Regions from separate parts of the Mus musculus genome. Here regions 1 and 2 are each linked to region 3. A link is a contact called in public HiChIP or PLAC-seq and Micro-C data. All regions are on one chromosome and are shown on one strand. Each heading gives the region's core, a stretch centred on a gene start, on an enhancer-like site or on the middle of the called end of the contact. The rest is flanking DNA. Distances are from core to core; before and after follow the strand shown. Region 1 overlaps Ncoa2 (nuclear receptor coactivator 2). Region 2 holds the start of Prdm14 (PR domain containing 14). Region 3 holds the start of Ncoa2 (nuclear receptor coactivator 2).

The links. Hi-C and Micro-C count contacts between places; a contact is called where the count stands out from the background. HiChIP or PLAC-seq counts read pairs in DNA pulled down with a chosen protein or histone mark.
Region 1: a contact with region 3 is called in an H3K4me3 HiChIP or PLAC-seq map of bone marrow-derived macrophages, with 3 times the contacts expected there. The contact joins the enhancer-like site here to the promoter of Ncoa2 in region 3. A contact is called at or near these places in 11 of 39 promoter capture datasets (the 3T3-L1 cell line, 3T3-L1-derived adipocytes, the C10 cell line and 7 more), 5 of 484 Hi-C or Micro-C datasets (the N1E-115 cell line, cortical neurons, liver and 2 more), 13 of 115 datasets of contacts at active chromatin or transcription factors (the 230-238 cell line, the SCID.adh cell line, bone marrow-derived macrophages and 8 more) and 4 of 9 other capture datasets (adipose tissue, liver, macrophages and 1 more).
Region 2: a Micro-C map of embryonic stem cells shows a contact between it and region 3, with 3 times the contacts expected there. The contact joins the promoter of Prdm14 here to the promoter of Ncoa2 in region 3. A contact is called at or near these places in 8 of 39 promoter capture datasets (the C10 cell line, the HPC-7 cell line, cranial neural crest and 2 more), 1 of 15 datasets of contacts at CTCF or cohesin (large pre-B cells), 3 of 484 Hi-C or Micro-C datasets (all in embryonic stem cells), 7 of 115 datasets of contacts at active chromatin or transcription factors (acute myeloid leukemia, cardiomyocytes, craniofacial prominence and 2 more) and 2 of 9 other capture datasets (adipose tissue and liver).

Annotation. Positions count from the first base shown.
Region 1 is chr1:13,229,575-13,233,240 of GRCm38.p6, forward strand. All of the region lies in intron 2 of Ncoa2 (nuclear receptor coactivator 2), which reads right to left. Among named protein-coding and RNA genes, the nearest start is that of Gm23169, 100 kb to the right of the region's middle. Within about 2 kb of position 2,082, at least 21 of the 459 cell types and tissues checked have an H3K27ac peak or open chromatin away from gene starts, as enhancers often do. A contact at or near this core is called in the N1E-115 cell line, bone marrow-derived macrophages and memory CD8 T cells, where this site is marked.
Region 2 is chr1:13,125,162-13,129,072 of GRCm38.p6, forward strand. It overlaps Prdm14 (PR domain containing 14), which reads right to left and starts at 2,002. Exons shown (of 8, transcript NM_001081209.2): 1 at 1,949-2,002; 2 at 5-695. The coding sequence starts at 674.
Region 3 is chr1:13,372,160-13,375,963 of GRCm38.p6, forward strand. It overlaps Ncoa2 (nuclear receptor coactivator 2), which reads right to left and starts at 1,924. Exons shown (of 23, transcript NM_008678.3): 1 at 1,779-1,924.

The sequences.
Region 1 (3,666 bases), core at 832-3,331, 140 kb before region 3:
TAAATATACAGATTATATAAAAAATACTTATGATTCACACAAACAAAGCAGCACGATATATACCAATCAAAGTGAAGCAGAACGAGACACGTACTTAATGTGGGTGAAAGTACACAGAAAAACCAAATGGAGAGAGGACATCATATATTAGTTTAAAGTATCTGAGGTAGTAAAATGGGGTATTACTTTCCTGCAAGGAGTATTAAATTTTTATTAGAACACAGGAATCCTTTTAACTTCATCTTAAACAACACTATGGCTCCCACAGTTACCTACATGTTCAGACTCACAAACTGCACACCAGTACATGCACTGTCCACACTGACAGTTGTTAGCTTGCAAACGTTTACAAGAGTCACTTCTAAGGAAAGCATGATGAAAGACATCTTATTTGGAAGCAGAGTCTCAGTTTAATCTGACTCCTTTACAGTACCATATTGTATATTTGACTTTATAAAGAAACAGCAGGTCAGGCACACAACAACCTCATTAGAAAATGAGTTCAAGGGGGCTGGCGAGATGGCTCAGCGGTTATGAGCAGTGACTGCTCTTTCAAAAGTCCTGAGTTCAATTCCCAGCAACCACATGGTGGCCCACAACCACCCATAATGAGATCTGACGCCCTCTTCTGGTGCATCTGAAGTCAGCTACAGTGTGCCTATGTATAATAATAAATAAAAATCTTAAAAAAAGAAAAGAAAATGAGTTTGAGGCCAGCCTGGTCTACAGAGTGAGTTCCAGGACAGCCAGGGCTACACAGAGAAACCCTGTCTCAGGGAAAAAAGAAAAAAAGAAAAAAGAAAAAAAAGAAAATGACTTCAATACTACAACAGCAGCAGTTGCCAGGACTAAAGAAAACAACACACCCTACAACTACTCTCCAAGGAGATGGCGTCGGCAACTACCTTCTGCGTTCCAGATCCTCTTCTACGCAAGAGTAAGAAGACTGTATAAACAAATGTTTAAGCTAAAAATTCTTCCTCCCCAAAATGCTTTGCTCTTAGATTTACTTTTGTATAATGGCCTTAAAGTGGTCTATTAGACAGTTACTAAAAGACATATTGTATTTTCTGTCTGAAAGCCAATAATACTCATGAATTTTTTAGTGAAAGACACTTCAAGATGCCATTGGGAAGACAGTAATAAACACATTAAACAGAAGCGGGTGGTGGCTCTTTAATGTGCACTGCTATAATCAAATGAATGTCTTGACTCATAGTCACTGGTGACACAAATATTACATTGTGACATTTTCATGTCTACATCTTCCTTAAAGTGGGAGAAAGAAATTCCCCCCAAGCCCCAAATGCCTCACTGGCAAAATTCATTGCAGAATATGTAAGTGGTGTGGGGGTGGGGTAGGGTTGGGGTATATCAGTGTGACATCACTGGCTAGAGCCAGTTTCTGTTTTCTGCGTCCTCTCAGGCTAAATTCCTCAGTGCAGGCACTCACGGGGCTCTTTGAATCTAGACAGAAATAGCAAGACAATTTTTAATAAGGCATCAGATGAGAAAACACAGAAAGAGCACCACTCCTTGCACCCCATAAGCCATTTTCTCCGCACTGCAAGTGAGGTGCCTGCTTCCAGCTAACATTTTAAAATCCAATTTGCTTAAGTATAAATGTAAAGAAATCAGCAAACCAAGAGCAGAGGAAGAAGATTTATGTTAGACTTTCATAACTTGTCAAAGGTAAATTCAATGATCTTTCTTTACTGTTACTTATAATTTCTTTCTGAGACTTAACAGCCTTCCCAGTTGATGTGAGAAAATGACTAAGATGTCAAAGGCCTTCAGCCTGAGGCAATCAGCTTTGTTCCTGACCTCCATGGCGCTCTCTCTCACCCTACAGCATCTTCTTTCCTTGGGGCTTTTTGGTTAGCACTCACTCAGGAGGAGGAGGTTGCACACAGACACTTTGCACACCTCACTCTGCCTGATGTCTTGAGATGGACACATATACACCCTGTTGGTTATCTAACTTCTCTAACCTGCTTGCAAAGCAACTTCAGTCTCACAGATACCAAAGGACAGGCTGGACTCAAACTCAGGTGTGACTCAGTAACTGACACTGGCTGAGTGCCTCATACAGTGATATACGTGCCCTTCACCCGTCCTGTGTGAGCTCACCACCACTGCACACAGGAAGAGAACAAGGCACCAAGAGAACAGTTCTGAAACATGAACAAGGCACATAAGACATTTTAGAACTCAAAAGTTAATCCTGCCAGGAATGGCAATGGCACTCACCTTCAAACCCAGCACTCAAATGCAGAGGTAGGAGGGACCCAATTGTCCCTCAATTTTAATTTTAACTGTAATGTGGGCACTAAAGTGATCTGTTCAGGACATAATGATCACTGAAAAGACCAATTTATAAACTTGAATGTGTTATAGAAATTATTTTCTTAATCTAACTTATTAAAGGCTTACTTCATCATTTGATAGAATCTTTCTTTTTTTCATTGTGTAATAAACACACATCCTTCAGAACTATCCAGTGGGTCAATACATAAGACTCCATTACTGTTGTAGACCGCAGAGTTTAAAGAAAGGAAGTTGCTAGGCACTTTCTCAGGCACACCAAGATGTCTCAGTTTCACTCTAAACAGAAAACTTTCCTTGTAAAATCAGAAATAGTAATTGGCTGATTAAGAACACTAAAGTTGTGAAAGATAATTATAGAAAATGATGCCTGTAACTTTAAGCATTTCATCATAAGTACATAAGCATGAATATCCATCTTTACTGCTCTCTCAGCACTTCCTGGTGTAAACCAGACCTGCAGTGAAGGGGCTATGATTTCCCATTTTTATTTATTTAAAAAGACTTAAGGTTTTTTCTTTTTGGGGGACAGGGGTGTACTGCCTCCTGAATACTGAATACTGACTGGCCTTCACCTCAGGTCCCTGCACTTCAGGCTCCATAGCACTGACTGCAGGCATGCATCTTTACACAGCCCTACTAAGCCCTTAAGAGTGCTTCTTCACTGTTTACCTAAAAGAACATCACTCCCCCAGCTACTATAGATGTCTTACATGTCCCCGTTTAACAGGAAATTGTCCACATGACGTATCTTATTATTTCTAACAAATACATGTTTTCAAATTCAAATTTCAAGATCAATATGCAATTATAGTAACAAGTACAACTGGAATAAACTGGTTGGAAAACAAGAATCTGGCTTTACAAGAATCTGGCTTTTTGGTTGGTCTAAGACACCATCACTGGGTTCAGAAGAGTGAGGTGTCCTGAAGTAGCCACCAACTCAGAGGTGGCTGGGATTCACAGCAGGGACTACAGATGGAGGTAGGGGTACCTGCTCTGTTAGTACAACATAGGTCAATACATTAGAGTTTACACAGGGGTGCTCTATAACATCACTGAAATGACTGTATTCTAGGTATGAGAGAAAGGATAAGAGATCAAGGTGAGGAGGGAGGAGGGAGCAGAAAGCAGAGATGGGGTGTGAGTAGATGGGGGGGATTCAGCCTGTCCTAATGGAGAACATGCCACAGGCACCCGTTCTAGCACACCAGTAAACTGTTAAATCTTGCACAATGCTGTGGGTTAGAGCACACACACACACACACACACACACACACACACACACACACACAAAACTGCATATGCTCACCACTAACCTTGAAAACTTTCATGCTAAGC
Region 2 (3,911 bases), core at 752-3,251, 250 kb before region 3:
TTACCAGAACTCTCTGTGGGAACCAGGATGCCTGAAATTGCATGCTGTAAGTCGGTTGGGTGCTCCGGACTAGCGATGGCTCCATACAGAACGAAGCTCAGTTCCTCCTCTGTGAAGTTGAAGCCGCAAAACGGCAGCTTCCCCTCTTGATTCAAGGTTTGGGGGACAGATATTGACTGGGACGACTTAATTCCATCAGGTAGTAGGGAAGCAATTACCGGGGATGGCAGAAGTAAATTTTCAGCTTCCCACCTCTGACCACTGATTTGGCCACCGCCGCCGCCGAGGACCAAATTTTGGTTGCTGGAACCGCTGCTCCTATGCTCAGTGCTGTCTAGAAATCGTGGTACTTCGGGAGTGAATTGAGGAATTCGGTTCCATGGTGACAATTTGTACCAGGGCAGATTGTAGAGCGGCTCGCTCTGAACAGCCAGACCCGGGTTCAACAAGGGAGCAGTCATCCGAAAAGCATCAAGAGGGGCCATCGCCTGGGACTCAAGCACTGCAGCTGCCAGTTTCCAAGGTTGAAACTCCTCCTCGGTGGTGGCGAGGTTCCTAAAGTGACTGTAGCCTGGGGCATGCGCGTAGTAGGTAGTCAGGTGGTGAGGGTTGCTCTGGGGCAGGTAGTTCGCCTTGTCCTGGGACTGGGTCTCACCAGAGGGCGGTAAGGCCATCGCAAGCTGAGTTTTGCGGATCTGTGGGAAACCGAGCTGGCTGAGTGAGGGGTCCTAGGTGATCTTAACTACTTCCCTCCACCCCATCAAAGTCAATGAACAAAGTTCCCAATTCGATCCCGCCAATCCTAGCTCGAAAAAAGTAACACAAAAGGCACAAACTCCCACACCAAACCGAACTAAAAAGCCAAACGTCTCAAACCTCTAACGAAAATCTGCCTTGGTGTCACCCGACTGAAAGGTGCTGGCTCAGGTCGCCTTCTCTTTTGCTCCCTAAACCACCTTGACTAAGGAATGCCGGTGACCCCCGCTCCCAAGCCCTCAACCCGGCTCCTACAAAACGGGTTTCAATTCCGTCTCTCTTAATTATCAGCCCAACAAAACGAACCACCCGCCTAGGTCTCTACGAGCGTCTTTTTTTTTTTTTTTTTAATATAATTTTTTTAGCCAAGCTACTAGGGCACGACCCTGCACCGGTTTCGGAGCAGGCAGTGGCTTCAGGCGCTCTTGAGTATGCAGCCGAGATAGGAGAAGTGTGCGCTCTCGGTGGGACAGTGCAGAAGGGGTTCTGAGTCGACTCGGCACCCCAAGGAGTTTAGCGAAACGTCAGCGACCCCGGCGGTCCCAACAGCACCGAGGGGAGCGGAGCGGTATTCGTCCTCCCTCTAGAGACCCACGCCCAGCGCCCCTTCCCGCCACATCTCCAATCTCTTGGCAACCCTAGCCATCTCAACCTAGGTCGCCTCTGGAGACTCCGGGATGACAAGTCCCAAGCCAGGCAGCAGAGAGATGTCTCGGTTGTCGCCGACCTGGCCGCGGCGGCCCTGGCCCCCGAAATGCTTCTTTCTCAGTAGCCACACAGCAGGGCTAAGGAGTGAAGACCCGTAGGGTCCGAGGATTTTAAGATCAGGGATCAATGTGTCCAATAAGGAAAACAACCCGGGTCGTGACTCAGATGTTAAAGAACATAGGGTCAGGGGGCGAGGTCAGCCACCACACAGGCCTCTCCGTCTATCTCCCCCTGAGCCCCGAACAGCGCAGGCTCTAACTCCCAAGACAAGCGACTCCGGAGGTGGAAAGCCAAAATCCAATTACGAAGTTTAAAACAAAAACAAAGCCAAAAACAACTAACTAAGTAAAACAAAGAAAAAACAAAAACAACCAAACAACTGCAAAACGAATTTTGAAAGCGATTACAGAGCACTGTTCCCAGCCGTGCTGGAAGCCTGTAGCCTTCGGGGTAGGTCCCTCCAGCGGGCCAAAGACCTACCTACCTCAGGCCAAGGCTAGGGCGGCACCCGCTGGGTCTCGGGACCCTAGACTTCTGAAACCCCCGAAGGCTGTGCAGGCTTTAAGAGGGAGGGTGCAGATCCGGCCTCAGGGTACTTGGAGAGGGAGGCAGTAGAAGAGATCAGGCCTGTGGAGGTCCCCTGATAGTCTTCTCCCCGCCCACCACACTCATTGGCGAGCGCTTGGATTCCTCCCCAGGTCCCCAGAGATCACCCACTTAACCTAACAGTTCTCTTGACCGTTCCCTGGAATCCTGTGAAGTGCGATTGCCCATCTTGCACAGGCAGGTGTTGTTGTTGTTGTTGTTGATTCAGTCTAGCAACGTCAGGAAATCATAGTGTGGCAAATGTTGCCCAAGGCCAGAGCGTAGCAAATGCTAACCAGTGTTCACCTTCTGTGTGTAAACGCACACGTGCACACATGCACACACCACACACGCACACAAACCCAGAAGTGTCGGCGTGAGAACTAAACAAGTGTTACCCTGGGGACCCAATAAATTCTTCTGTGCCCTCACACACACTACACCCTAAAAGGATGGGTGTAGGAAGCTGAGAGCGATGAATAATGACACCTACACACAGCCCCCACTCTCACACGGAACAATTGTTGCCTAAGCAAGGTCTCCAACACACACAAGGACACACACACACAGACACACAGACACACACAGATACACACACAGACACACACACACAGACACACACAGATACACACACACACACACACACACACACACACACACACACACACACACACACACACACATACAGACTGGCGTCTAGGAGGCCAAGCTTGTTCTTAGTCTTGGTCAAATTTGTCAGAGAACCAGGTAGGCTGAGAAGTTAGGCGTTAGACGCTTCTGAGGCCCCGGGGGTCCTTTTGCCCTTTCTGCAGCTTTTATTTCTTGGTAGGGGAGAACTAATCTCCTCACAGGACACCTTCTCCGCTGACCCTGGCTTGCGACCTTGACCCGAGGCTCTGAGAACCTAGGTCCAGACTGTAACTGTGCTCAACGACTGCATTTTTATTCTCCTTGCAAGCGATGAATAGAGAGAAAGGGGCGTTTAATCCCGTTCACATCCGCAGGTCTAAGCACCTAGGGTGGAGAAAACCGCGCCGAAGCTGGTGACCTTGGTCAGGTTCCACACCATTCCAGTTCCTCTTTGGGCCTGTCACGAGGGGGGGGGACCGCTGTGATGAGTGAGGAGAGAGACTCAGTCTCTCCTCCGGACTGATAGTGATTTGATTACTAATCATAAAACGAGGTTAAATGGGAAGCCGCCCGGAGTTCCAAAACTAGCAGAGAATGGAGGTCTCCTGTCCCCTTGGTCCCTTTAGAGCCCCATGAACTGATTCTGCCTGTGTCCCCGGTGAGGAGGCGCATGAGAAGAGCAGGAATATGCGCGAGCGAATATGCGCGGGCTTCGGAGAGCAATACATTCTGCCCTCCCTGGGCCTGAGCACCGAAGACGTAGCATCAAGTGCGGTTGTGCTGATCTACAGGGTTAGCATCCATAATCATTTCACAGTTGCAGGACAGATCCGAAGGGTGAGGCAGCGCTTTATTTTCCGAAACGAAGTGGGAATGGCTAGAGATCCAGGGCTCTGCCTTTTCCATAAGATAACCATTGAGGCAAATATACCTGCACAGTAGGGAGGGCCAGACCAGCTAAAGAGACATAGAGCCCTCGTTTGTTTGGTTATTCAATAGTTTGCATACCAGTCTCCCCTCTTCCCCTCCCTTCTCCCTATTCTTTACAGCTGCTCTCACGACGTAACCCAGACTTACGGCCAATTCAATCCTTCTGCCTCAGTCTTCCAGTTGCTATGATTAGAGGTGTACATATATAGCATTTATGATAAAAACAGAATTATACTTTAATTTTCAAGACTTTGAGAATTATTTTATGTGTGTGGCTGTTTTGTCTGTGCACCAGTTGGTTA
Region 3 (3,804 bases), core at 674-3,173:
ACGCAGACCTTCAAAGATCTCACCTGGTGCTGAGATCCAGAACGCGGTCACTATCAACATATGCCATTTTAAAACCGGGCCTCGCAGTTACTGCCACATCCTGAAGTGGCTTTAGACTTTGTCATGTCTAAAACAACGCCTCTCGCAGCACCAGAGAAAAGCAATATCTTCGCGCACCTATGCAGGTCTCCCCGGGTCACAGATTCTGTGAGTGACACTATTCCACAAACCCAGGTGCGGGTGACCAAGGGACGCGCCAGAGTGGAGGGCTCGCGGCGTCTCCAAGGCTCCCCCGCCCCGCCTGCAACTCAGCCCTAACTGGACGGAAGAAACCCCGCCTCCTTCCTGCCTCTGGCTCCCACCATTGGCTTACCGGTACCCGGCAGGTCAGTTCCTGCCTTCCATTGGCTCACTGCCCCATCAGTCAGGCACAGCCAGATTCGGGTCGGTGGGAGGGGAAGGAGTCGGAGGAGGTGGAGTGGGAGTGGGATTAGAGGACGAGGTGGCGGAGGAGGGTGCTCGAGCTCAGGCTCGGGTTTGGGAAAGTTTCCCCTGCCAGTGACAGGCCCTCTAGGCTTGAGGCCCAACGTCACTCCCGGAGAGTAAGGGGCTCGGGTCCCCGATTCCCGCCCCTCAGTCCGCAGGCCCCGGAAGCCACTTGGGGGAGGGGAAAGGGAGGGACCATGGAAGCAGGGACCGAGCCACCCCCGAGCGCGGCCGCGGCGCCTCCAGGACTCCCCCAGGGGCGGGGTGCGGGCACTCCAGCCCGCGGCGCCGACCCTGGACGCCTCCCCGGGAGCCTCCAGGGGCCCGGAGAGGAGGGTCCCCGGCCCAGGGCGTGACCGGGGCGCGAGGGCCGCCAGGACCCCTCCCGCTTCCCGCGGGGGGCCCCCGAGGGCCTGTCCCTGCAGGGGCCGCAGAAGGGGTACGGAAGAGGGGGCGCTGGCGAGCCAACCCGGAACCTCCTGGCCCGCAGCCCGCCTCCCGCCCCCGGCCGCGGCCCCAGCGCGCCTCCGGCACACATGCCCGCACCCAGAAAGTTAAGTCAGGGGCGAGCCCGGCGCGGCGCCGCCACCGCCGCCGCCGCCCGACCCCGGCTCCCCGCCCCCACCGCGGCCCGGCCTGCGCGGCCCGAGCGCTACCGCCCCGAAGCCACCCAAGCCCGAGGCCCCCCAGACGCCCGAGCCCCCGCCGCCGCCCCTGCCGGCCGCGTCACCTTCACACACCCCCGGCACTTCCCAGGTCCTGCCTCCCCTCGGCCGGCTCCCACCCGTGCAGCAGTGGCCGCACGCCTCCCGGGAAGAAAGCACCGGCCGCGACTGCGCCCGCCGGCCCGGGCTTCCCCCGCCTGCCCGGGCTGCGCCGCGCAGCCTCGAGGGGGCCGGAGCAGGGGCCCGCGGCACAACCGCCGCTTCCCAGCCTGGTGCTCACCTCTCGGCCGGCGCCGCGGGCTGCAGCCTCCACCCGCCTCGCGCTCCAGGGCTCGTCTCCCGAGCTCTCTCGCCCGGCGCCCGAGCGCCTCCTTTCTCTCCCGGGGACTCGGCGTCTTCCCGCCCTCCCCCCTCCCCCCGGGAGCCGAGTCCCCGGCTCGGCCGCGCCTCGAGGATGGGCGTCGCGGGCTCCGCACGCCTGGGCAGCGGTGCCCGCACACAACAACAGCCTGCCCGGCCGGCCGGCGCGCGGCTCCGCCGGGCTGCGCGCACCAAGGGCAGCGGCCCGGGTGGGAATGCGGCGCCCCCCGCCCGCCGCCCGTGAGCCCCCAGGGGAGGCGCGCTTACCAATGTGGCCGTCACGCCGTCAGGTGCGGGCTGCCGTCGGCGCTGACCTCCGCCGCCGCCGCGGGAGCCCAGGCTGCGGCCGCCATGTTCCCGTGTTAATAACTGCTGCCTGGTTGTTTATTTCAATGGAGATCCTCCCCCAGCTCCCTCCTCCTCCTCCCCCTCCTCCTCCGCGGCTCTGCACTTGCGGAGAGAGACACAGACCGCGCGAGCTCGCGAGCAGGGGAGGGGGCTCGGGCACGGGGCTGGCCCGCCCTCCGCCTCCCCGCCGCCTCCGAGCGAACGCTGTCACCGCTCAGGGGACCGGGCGGAAACTTGCGTCCCGCGCCCCCGAGCGTGGGCCCGGGAACACCGGGGCTACCCCACCCGCGGGGTCCTCAGCATCTCCCTGGCTGGCGAGACTTCAGAGCTCGGGGAGTTGGACAAGATGGGTGGCTGTGGTCTAGGGACCGTGACCTATGGGTGACTGGAAGTGAAGGGAGAGTCAACAGAGGACTCCATGCGAGGGCAAAGGGCAATGCCCAAAAGAAAGCTAAAAAGGGGGACTGGCCCGGGCCTGGGGGTGGAGGCCAAGGGACTGCCGCGCCTCCGACGGCAGGGACGCTGCGGCGAGAAGGTCGCGGAAAACCTAGTCCCAGAGGTGCCTCCCGCGCGCGCTCAGGCAGGGCCCGGTAGCCGGCAGCCTGCACCCCTCGGGCGCACCTCTGCACCCAGACGCTGTTCCGGGGCGCACTCCTTGGCCACCATGTCCCCTCGGTTTTTTCGTGGATACGCCTCCCCAATTGCTGTCCCTGAGGTCTCTGGAGGGGATAGAGGGGCGTGACCGCGGGAGGCGAACTTACCGGGGTACCACCCCGGGATTGCCTGACAAAGCAAAGGCTGCTCAGTATTTAGAAAGACCGAGGGGAGTGTTCTCCGCACGCAGTGAGACAACAAAAGTTTTGTTTTGTTTTTTAATTGGGGAATCCATTATCAAATCCTCAATGGAGTATTGGGATTAAGGAGACGTGGAGGAGTTTTCACGTTTAAATGTTGTTTGGTTTTTAACTGGAAAAGCAACTTCTTTTCCATTTAGATATAATTAGTTGAAAGAAATGAGCAACATTTGTTTGCTTAACGGAAGTTATCAAAATATGACAGGAACACGTTTCCTTATTTTAACTCTTATGAAAGGTCACTTGCCATAGACAATAAGTGTTTATTGAACTGTAACGACTTGGCACTGCATTAAGTGATTCACACACACTCCAAATTTTAATCCTCAAACCTTACGAAGTAATTGCTATTTTTATACCTCATAAAACATTGAAACCTAAAGAAGTAATTTTTGTAGAGTTACACAGTAAGCAAGGTGGGCAAGATTTGAGCCCAGGTCCATTAATTGCAAAACATGCTTTTTGATCGTATTTTTTTTTTAGCTCCAGTTTATTATGACAAAGAAAAAGAAAAGTATATGCCTACTTGGCTATAGCTAGAAAATATTTAGAAAGCTGTAACAAATGTTAACATTGGTGAGTGGAATCGGAAGGAGGTCTGCAATAGGCTACTTCACGTTTTTCAGGGAAGTGTCTGCTGTTTGGAATGATTGGTTTTGACCACCTGTTAGTAAATTTTAAGGATTTTTTTTTTAATTAGCTAGAATAAATTATGTTCCCCGAAGACTCAAAAGCCTTCAGCAGCTTAGGGACAGAACAAGGAGATACAGAGTGTCCCTCTGATCTGTCCTCCTCCACTCTTAACCCATAATATTTTTGCAGGGAGGTTGGGTTCCTCGCAGGAATGTCCCCATTGCCACTTAGATTTCTTCTCCTGTCCTAAATTCTTAAGAGTTAAGAAAGACTCTTGTTGCTTTCTATTCCAACTCTTGAGGGGAGAGGCAGCTATCCAGAGTCCATCAGTGCTCAGTGGCAACAGAATTAACATGAAAAAACTACCTGTGCTGAACGTGCAGACAAACACATCCCTGCTTCCATGCTGTGTTACTCAGTGCACCTTCTTACTGAATGCTCAAGACACACGACTGTCT